Linked DNA regions of Sparus aurata: region 2 is linked to region 1. The links are chromatin contacts, called in public Hi-C maps. All regions are on one chromosome and are shown on one strand. The core of a region is the stretch at or near the end of the contact, and the rest is flanking DNA. Distances in the headings are between cores, read along the strand shown. Region 1 holds the start of dop1a (DOP1 leucine zipper like protein A). Region 2 holds the start of ttk (ttk protein kinase).

Region 1 (4,737 bases), core at 370-2,869:
ATAATATATATATATATCTTCCTTATATATCTTCCCCTTTTTTTAGAATTAAGGTACAGACAGCCCTTACACAACAGTGTCTTCACTGATGGACTATTTGTGTAGTGTAATGACAAACAGAGGAATCTCTGAGGATAAGGGACTTGTCGTCAAAACTTAGTATATGTTAATGCTTGTTACACGACCGACAACAAACAGAAGAATAACATGCGTCTTCTCTGTCAGACCCCTTTATTTAGTCCAGAGAAAGATAAACCCAGTAATTCCTTAAGTAACTAATTTCCTGAGACATTGTTGTACAAAAAATTTGTTTTTTTAAATGTCGTTGAATGGTTCACTGAAACAACAGAGACGTAACATTTAACGGTATAGCTGACGCTAGCTATCTATGCTAAGTTAGCTAACGCTCGAGGCTAGCCTTGCTAGGAAATACAAACATGTGAAATGGCTGTAATAACTGTCTCTGTTAATTTATCTCGCTATCTTTCAGAATAATTACCCGACAATGAGAAGTCCAGTCTGGAGCCTTTTCCTCAGCTCTAAGAAGACTCCAACTCCATGTGTTTTAGCTGGCATCTCCAAGTCTGACATTCAGGGAGCGCAGGATTCAGACAGAACGGAAAAAGAAATGAACAGCACACTAACCAAAACTACAACTGGGTGACTGCGGATAGTAACATAGCATCCAAAGTAAGACAAACATAAAGCACGTCTATCTCACTTGGTAGACACAAGAGGCTGTACCAGTCTGCAGCGTGACAATACCGGTGCTGTCAAGGACAGCGAAGACGAAGAAGAGCATCCGGTCAGATATTTCAAAATAAAGTGAAATGCTTCAAGTGCCAATGCATAATGATTTGTCTTTCACCTCCTTTATCGACATACTTATAATGTGTATGAATTAGAGGGTAAACAGTATTAATGGTTTGGGATGTGACTAACACTGTCTTCAAGTGAAGGCAGGTATCTTGCATTTTTGATCATGTGGATAGAGAGTAGTGATGAAACAACATTTGCCAACAATGGTTTGGGGTATTTACAATATATAGCTTTCGAAACATTCCCCTTGTGAATCATGCTGGTCAACTAAATTGTGTATTTGCTATTGTAGGATTAATCCCACGTGGTGTCCAAATACGTTTTTGCCTTTCACTGCTGTAATACTCCGAACCACTGTCTGATTGAACTGGTTTCCCAGGCGCAAGTATTTGCTTTCGGGACTCTTTTATTTAGGAATATGCCATTTAAGAATATGTTATTTAAAGACTTTGGCCTGGGGGTCCCAGGGCAGTTGCATTAATGTTGCAGAGTTTAAATTATTTATTGTTGTTATCTTTTTGACAAAAAATAAGAAAATAAGACCACAGCCTCTGTCTTCAGAGTTTGGAGAGGTGAGTAGCTATGTTCTGCAGCTAAATAAATGAAGCACTGGGTAATTTAACATATCAAGAACAATAGCATACAATAATATACATTTCAATTTGGGGGAAATACAGGATAGGATTTAAGTAAAGTCCGTGGGGAGTATCCAGCTTTTATTTTGAAGACTCGGCACACCATTTCCGGGGGTGTTTGGTGTCAGTGCGGTCGACTTGACAAATCTCGGGGGCGGAAGACGTCCATGCGGAAGAGCGGAGCCGTTGGACGCTATGGTTGGACGTAGGGCTGATCTGCAGTGCAGTCTGGGAGCTGTCAATCGTCTCGCTTTGTATCTCTGGCACTGGAAGCTGCCGATGCGCTCATCACTGTTTATTTACACACTGCGGGACACTACGAAGAGAAATATGAGTATGTAGAAAATAGATACCTATTGTCTGCCTCCAAAGCCTTCTTGTCAGGGGACCTGCTGTATGTATGAGCGGGTGACATCGGACCGGGCCCTGCATCTCCATCATTTAAACACCCTGCTACCAACGCTAGCTAGCTCGCTGGTGTCATTATTGACGCTGTCAGCCGTTTTTACTGGGTGAACCGGCCACATGATTGAATGACAGTTGCTGGCCCGTGTCCTTTGACGGTAAGCTTTCATATGCGCTTACATTTTAATCGATATTCAGTGGCGTGTATGTTAGCGGAAATCACCTTTCCTAGCTAGTGACAAGGTAGCTGTTAGCTGAACCGTTACTGTAACAGTCCCTCTCCCGGCAGTAACACGCTTATTACCGAAGCTAGAATATTTAGTGAGTGTTTCACAGCTAAAGTGGAGCTTGTAGTATTTTTTTTTCTTTGTGAAATTTTCAGCACTGCACGTTTAACGTTACATCTGAAAACGCTCACCATGTTTGGACGACAGGTGTGCGTACCTGCTCCGCCGTTACTGGGTCGTTGACACTTCACAGCCAGACTTGAAGTTCGTTTAAGTCTGTTTGAGAAGCAAACATAACTGAGCTAGCACAAGCTAGCCTCTGAGACAGCCTTACATTTCCCTGAGTTTTCAGCCACACTAACGTTACTGCCCTTAGCCACCTTTTTTTTTTTGTAATTCTGTGTGAGTGTGCGGGCTACTACTTCTTAAGAGTCCATCCACTCCGTTATCTGCTGTAAGACAACGTTTCACGGCAGACATTTTGACGCGTCACAGCAGGGAAAGGCTCAGGTGTAACTACTAACATGGATCAGTAGAATTGTGCTTGTTGGCTCTCTGGTACGGTTTCCTGGGATGACCACATACGTTGAGTCACCATTTAAGTTATCAGTTCCACCTGTTATTGTTGTGACAGGGCAGAATGTCTCTCATAGAAAATACTACAAATATGTCCCTTGCCTTTTTCTCTTCCTCCCAAGATCCTATCACTCCCCTCTTAGGAATGAGTGACTAAAGGTCACTAGGTCACATCTTGTTTGGCACGCTCATGTTAGCATGTGTAGCTGCTCTCTTCAGCATTTATGCCTTTTTAATCAAAGCTTGTTTATGTAGCGTGCTCAGACTCATCAGACTCATCAGACTCATCCCTCCCCTGTTCGCCAGCTGCAGAAACCCTTGCATTATATCGGTGAAAGCAGCACTGGGTGAAAATGGATGACTCCTTGTATTCTCTACACTTCTCAGATTTTCGGGGGAGTTCATTCGATGATTCAGCGCGTCAGTGGTCTTACCTACTCACTAAACAAAGATCGTAATGGACTTGCTCCTCATGATAATTGTATGACTCAGTCTATTGAAATGGCTCCAGCTACACCCTGATAAATATTCCAACAGATTCTGTTTGAGATAGGCTTGGACTAACTCTTAATTGTCAAGCAAGAGGATGACTCGACTAATCTGTTATTTTATCTTCTGTGCTTTCATCGCAGGTGTGATGTACCTATGTGTGCCTGGTGTTTTACATTAGCGCTTAATAACCACCCAGGAGAATGAATGCAGAGGAAGTGGAGCTGCTCAGTGACTCCAAGTACAGGAACTATGTGGCAGCAGTGGACAAGGCCCTCAAGAACTTTGAGTACTCCAGTGAGTGGGCAGACCTCATCTCAGCACTGGGCAAACTCAACAAGGTAATGATCGCAGACAGACCCCGGCATGAAATACACGGCAGTAGTTTGCAAGTTATTGTGAAGGCAAAAAGACATACATGAGGGTTGAATATACATTTAAAAAAAAAAACGAGCACACCAACACTTGTCTGCCCTCACCCACCGTTGTATGTACTTTACATCCCAGGTTTTGCAGAACAATGCAAAATACCAGGTGGTTCCAAAGAAGTTGACGATAGGCAAGCGGCTGGCCCAATGCCTCCACCCCGCCCTGCCCAGTGGGGTGCACCGGAAAGCCTTGGAGACCTACGAGATCATCTTCAAGATCATTGGACCCAAGAGGCTGGCCAAAGACCTCTTTCTTTACAGGTAATACTGTCGTACTACTTACAGTGACCGCCGAATGAAGTCTGCAGCTAGTATCAGATCTTGACTTCGCTTTTTCATCGCTGCAGCTCTGGGCTATTCCCTTTACTCTCCAACGCTGCTATGTCTGTGAAGCCTGTGCTGCTGGGGCTCTATGAGACCTACTATCTGCCCTTGGGGAAGACGCTGAAGCCAGGACTACAGGGGCTACTGACTGGGGTCCTGCCAGGCCTGGAGGAGGGCTCCGAGTATTACGACAGGTAAGACGAGCAGGAATGGAAAGAAAAACACTTTTAATGTATACGTGAGGGCATTGGAAACAAGCCATTAGGAGAGAGGGTTTTATCGCGTAATGTGGAAGGAAATTGATTTCAGATTGTATGAATGATACATGAGATATCTGAGTCGTGTTTCAAACTCAAGACACAGCCCAAGACTTCTGTCTCTTAGATACACCCTTACTGTTAAACTAGGTTCATTGTTGCCAGGAATTATCTGCAGACATTTGTCTCCACTGTGTTTACATTAACCGTCTCAAGACATCTCGTATTTTCAGTCATTTTTGTTGTTTTTAATGCTTTTTCTTTTTTGTTATCCTATTCTTAATGTATGTCGACAAAAGCTGGGAAGTTATTCATATCATCGGTGCTACTAATAATATAATAATTACTGCCACATGCACTAGAGGGCGCCGCAGTTATAGGCTCAGCCACAGTCACAAAATAGGAGGGGGGGGGGGGCTGCATCGAAGGACTTGTCATGGTAGACCCTTTAACTCGTTTCAGCAGGAAAAGCACCGGTGACTGATGAAATGAACGATTGCCCCATTCGATTTTGGTGTTCCAGTAAGCGATCCCTGATGTAATTTATCTTATTAGTAACGCCTGTGCATTTCCTGGT
Region 2 (4,732 bases), core at 166-2,665, 240 kb before region 1:
CATTCATTCAGTCGATTAGTTAATTAATTAATTGAGCATTTAAGGAATTAATTAATTGATTATTTACTTAATTCAAATTACCATACTAAATCTGATCACATTGAAGCCTTAGAAGATGGAGGCCATGGCATTTTAATTATGTGAATAATTAGTCCAACATAAAAATAAAAAGTATATTGTAAGTATATTGAGTATCTCATGAGGAACTTCAAAATAAAAGCCTACTTAATAGTCAAATATTTTCAATGTTTCCCTCAAATTCAGATTTACATTAAAGGAAACCTACCTGTTTCAACAGACTAATTTCAGTTCAGATCGATAGTTTTCCACCCCAGAGAATCACTCAAATAATATCAGGAAGTTCTGACGTGGAATTTCTGAGGTGGAGTACTATTAGTCTCAAGAGAAATCAGTCTGTGGAAACAGGCAGTTTCCCTCCAATATCAATCTGAATTTGAGGGAAATATTGAAAATATTTCACATTTCAGAGGGCTTTAATTTTGATATTCCACACCAGAACTCCCTGATATTACATGAGTGACTCTCTGAGGTGGAGTACTATAAGTCTGCTGTAAAATTACCCTGTGGAAACAGATAGTTTCCTGAATCTGGAATTAAGAGAGAAATATCGGAAATATTTGACATTTTAGAGGGCTTTCATTTTAGAAATTTCACATCAGAACGTCTTGGAATTATCTGATTGACTGGCTGAGGTGGAGTACTATCAGTCTTAACTGAAATTAGTCTGTAGAAACAGGGAGTTTCCTCTTAATGTAATTTTGACTTGATATTACGTGGGCTTTTATTTTGAAATTCTCCATCAAAAACTCCAGATATTGTGTTTATTTTTATGTTGGGCTAATTATTCACACAGATGAACTGTCATGGCCTCCATCTTCTAAGGCTTCAGTGTGATCAGAATTAGGATGGTAAAATGAATTAAGTTGATAATCAATGAATTAATTCCTTAAATGCTTAATTAATTGATTAACTAATCGTTTAATAATTCATCAATCAACTAACAGACTGACTGACTGATTGAATTCCTGTGAAATCGCAGCTTGGCTTCGTAAGTCTCTGCTTTTATTTTGAATTCTGTGCTGGCACTGCATTACCGTAATAATAACTACATACAGGCACCACAAAATAACTGGCGGTTAGGTTGACCGGGGTTTTCGGAGTGGAGGCGGGCTTGACCACAGTAATAAACGTATCGAATCCCAAAAATGTGTTCAGGCCTGTGTTGAGCCTAGATCGAGTTAGTTTTTTTATGAGAAAGTGGGATGAGGAGTGGAGAAGAACTCTTCTTTTAAATTTAGAGCAGCCAAAAGTGTTATTTAAATTTAGTAGAGGGCGGTAATACAAAATCCTGGATGCAAACCGCCCTCAAAGACAAGCAACGAAGAAGAGCCCGACGAACCCCTGTCGTCACCCTAATCTATCCAATCAGCACACGACTTGGGCGGAAGTGGGATATTTGAAAGCTGGCAGTTGATGTCGAGCCTTTTTTCCTGCCCCATAAGAGTGAAAAGGGATTAATGACAGCGAAAACATGGTGAGGTTATTTTGAAACGGAATGTGTTGTTTTAATGTTGTTAAAAAATGGCCTTATACTTTGCCTTGTGCACGTTTGACTTCCTCTGAGCTTGCGTGACTCGCAGGGGAGCCAGTTCGCTAACCTAGTTATCGTTAACAGCGCCGTTAGCTCATGTTAGCACCTAGCTATCTGAGCTAACTCGGATTGTAAACACGAAAGAGAACATGATTTGGTAAAGGAAAGGCGGTGTCCAGTTTTGAGCCTTAAATATGCTACTGGAAGTATGTGTTGATTTGCAGCAATTGTACACAACTTACCTTGTCGTTTCAAGAAAGTAAAGGCATTAGTTTTGTTGTCGACATGTCAACAAATACTCAACTGCTCTTCGTTACAATAGAACATGTATAATTTTCTTTCAGCACATCTTCCCTTGCATGTTAAATGTCTCTTATAACGTCACCGGTTTGGCATAGTGTCTTGTAAGGATTTTTAAAAGGTCTGAAGTCATGCTTATGAGTAGGCCTAATGCACATTGTCATATTGAGTAAGGAATTATTAAATCGTCATTATTTTAACAGAATGTGGTGTCCTCGGTGTATATTTTCATTTCAGGATATGTGCATAACCTTGTCTGGGCTGATGTAATGTTTCTACCCCACAATTTCAGATGGAGGAAGAGGAGCACACTGACAGAAAGCAGCAGCTTGCCATGATTTATCAAAAACTGAACAAAATAAAAAAGTATCTCAATGAAGGTAATGGTGTGACACTGTAACATCCATACATATCATCCATGCATATTGTATGTCCACACTTAATAAAGTCATCCTGTTGCCCTGCACTCGTTACAGATGACACAGACAATATTAACCAGGTTATCCACACCAACTCCCCTGAATCATGCCTGTCATATTTGGCGGACCTGGAGAAGAAGGGGGACCCTCACCTGGATAGAAACCACCTCACCAGACTTGTTGACTTTTATACCCGAGTATTCTCCAATATGCCACTGGGGAAGCACTGTGAGAATGAGAGCTATGCCAGGATGTTGGTCAGATTTGCAGAGCTAAAAGTGTGAGTTACCATAGTTATTACAAACATATCAAACACCTTTGTCCTCATTCTAGTTTTAATTCTGTGTTCATTAGTCAATAAAGTAAGCCAGACTTAAAATATTTTGATGTGCTTTTCAAAAAATATATTTTTTTCTTTCATTAGAATTCAAGATGTGAATGAAGCAGAAGCCAACTTCACCGTGGCAAGATCTCACAGCCAGAAGTTTGCATTTGTTCACATTGCACATGCACAGTTTGAACATTCTCAAGGTAGAGAAAAGAGCTTTTTGATGGTCTTTGTCAGGTATTCTTATGACATGTTAGCTGGGGTATTTCAGTGTCTGCTTTGTTGTCTCACTAGGCAACACAAAGAGAGCCATTTACATATTACAGAATGCGATCGAACTGGGTGCCAAACCACGAGAACTGCTGGAGACGACTTTGCGGAGCATGCAGGCAGGGAAAACACAACAGTCCTGTGCAGAGGATAAGGAAAATGTACCATGTGAGTATTTATTAATGTATCATTCCATCACATTGCATAGCTAGATTCAGAAAAGAGTTTGTGTGTTGTTAATGTTATCATCATCTTACTATCACATTTTGCTGTGTTTTACTTCTGCCAGTTGTATCGAACAGTAATGTGCACGAGTCTGTCAGAAAAGGCTCCACGTTCCAAAAAGTCAACAGAATATCAGACGGGACAGGCGACTTGCAGCTCTCCAGTATTTTTGGTTCAGAGTAAGAAAACATCTAAGTTTTCAATGGTTGATAAGGCCGCTATTTGATTGAAAGAAAGTAACATCTTGTGTTGATCTCCGTTCTGCAGGACTGAGCCCCCCGCAGCATCATCAGATGACCTGTTACCAGGCTGGAGATCTGGATCTCAACGCAAGAGAGCAGTTGGCATGGTGAGGGTTACATTGATTCTTCTTGTATTATAGCAAATCTTTTTACCATGCTTTTGCAAGATGGCTAGAAAATGATTACCAAGTAGTCCTTATTTTCTGTTCCAGCCAGGGAGAGTTCCCATAGTACCTTTCTCTATCCAAGAACATGATGACGATGATGATGATGATTACATGAAGAGAAGTGATGCATCAATCCACTCTAGTTTGTCGAGGTAATCTTTTATACCAACACCACACTTATTTTCAAATGTGTTTAATCTAACTCCTGAACAAAGCTCAGTGAAAACTTTTTCTTTTTTTTTTTGCTAAATTAATTCTGAAAAAGTACAGAGTACTGAAAATAGTTTGTTATATCTATAATACTTTAACATTATTTTTCCTGTCATCCTGCTTAACACACCCAAGGTCCATACAAGGACAACAGGAGTTTAGAAATGGTGTTTAGAAAACAGAAATGGAGAACACACTGGTCTGGGTCAAAATTGTGGTGAAGAAGAAGAAGAATTGTGGTGCTGTGTTTAGTGTGCTGATGAATTATCTCCTTTCTTGACATCCTCTAAAGCACTGCTGTTGTCATACATACTCCAGGGAAACCACAAGTCACCCCATGTAAATGTATTGTATTATGACACCACTACAATGAGTTTTTAGCCCTGATTTCCCCTCACTGACACTTTTTGGAGATCAAAACAAAAGCAGCAGGTCAGAGGCAAATCAGAGCTTGCTTCCATGAGCTACGATTGCGATGTGTAATGTGTTCAAAGTCTCGATCTGAGAGTTTGCTGATGCCTCACGAACAGCTGAAGGATATCAAGCAGACTAAATACTGTATCTGGTCGCGTCTGAGATGGGATCGGCTAGCTACAAGTCGCTTCAGACAATGAGAGCAGACTCTACTCTGATGTCGTCTTTGAACCCAGCCTTATGCATCAATTTGTTTGGAATATCCACAATATCTACAGTTTCTATCCGAATGTATTTGCATAAACATAAGCTTTTCTGTATCCTTGTCATCCTTCCACAACCACAAGCATCAGCTGTGCATTTCATTATAAAAAAGACAGGTTGGCCTCTAACTCTACCAACCATATCATTTTCCTTCCTTGGTAAATCAGCACACAGTCACAATTTGATTTTTAAATTATTATTATTTTTTTTTTTGATGTACTATTATAATCCCAAATTGGGAAATTCTTTTTTCCACTCACATTACACACAGGTGCGCAAAC

What was found. A called contact is a pair of places that touch in the nucleus more often than the background predicts.
Region 2: a Hi-C map of an unstated tissue shows a contact between it and region 1, with 2.1 times the contacts expected there. The contact joins the promoter of ttk here to the promoter of dop1a in region 1. A contact is called at or near these places in 2 of 2 Hi-C or Micro-C datasets (skeletal muscle and an unstated tissue).

Annotation. Positions count from the first base shown.
Region 1 is chr17:10,862,937-10,867,673 of fSpaAur1.1, reverse strand. It overlaps dop1a (DOP1 leucine zipper like protein A), which reads left to right and starts at 1,619. Exons shown (of 37, transcript XM_030394038.1): 1 at 1,619-2,017; 2 at 3,295-3,492; 3 at 3,659-3,840; 4 at 3,927-4,097. The coding sequence starts at 3,355. It overlaps ube3d (ubiquitin protein ligase E3D), which reads right to left and starts at 775. Exons shown (of 10, transcript XM_030392673.1): 1 at 500-775. The coding sequence starts at 591.
Region 2 is chr17:11,104,628-11,109,359 of fSpaAur1.1, reverse strand. It overlaps ttk (ttk protein kinase), which reads left to right and starts at 1,415. Exons shown (of 25, transcript XM_030392502.1): 1 at 1,415-1,555; 2 at 2,205-2,292; 3 at 2,389-2,611; 4 at 2,756-2,862; 5 at 2,954-3,097; 6 at 3,219-3,333; 7 at 3,422-3,503; 8 at 3,609-3,715. The coding sequence starts at 1,553.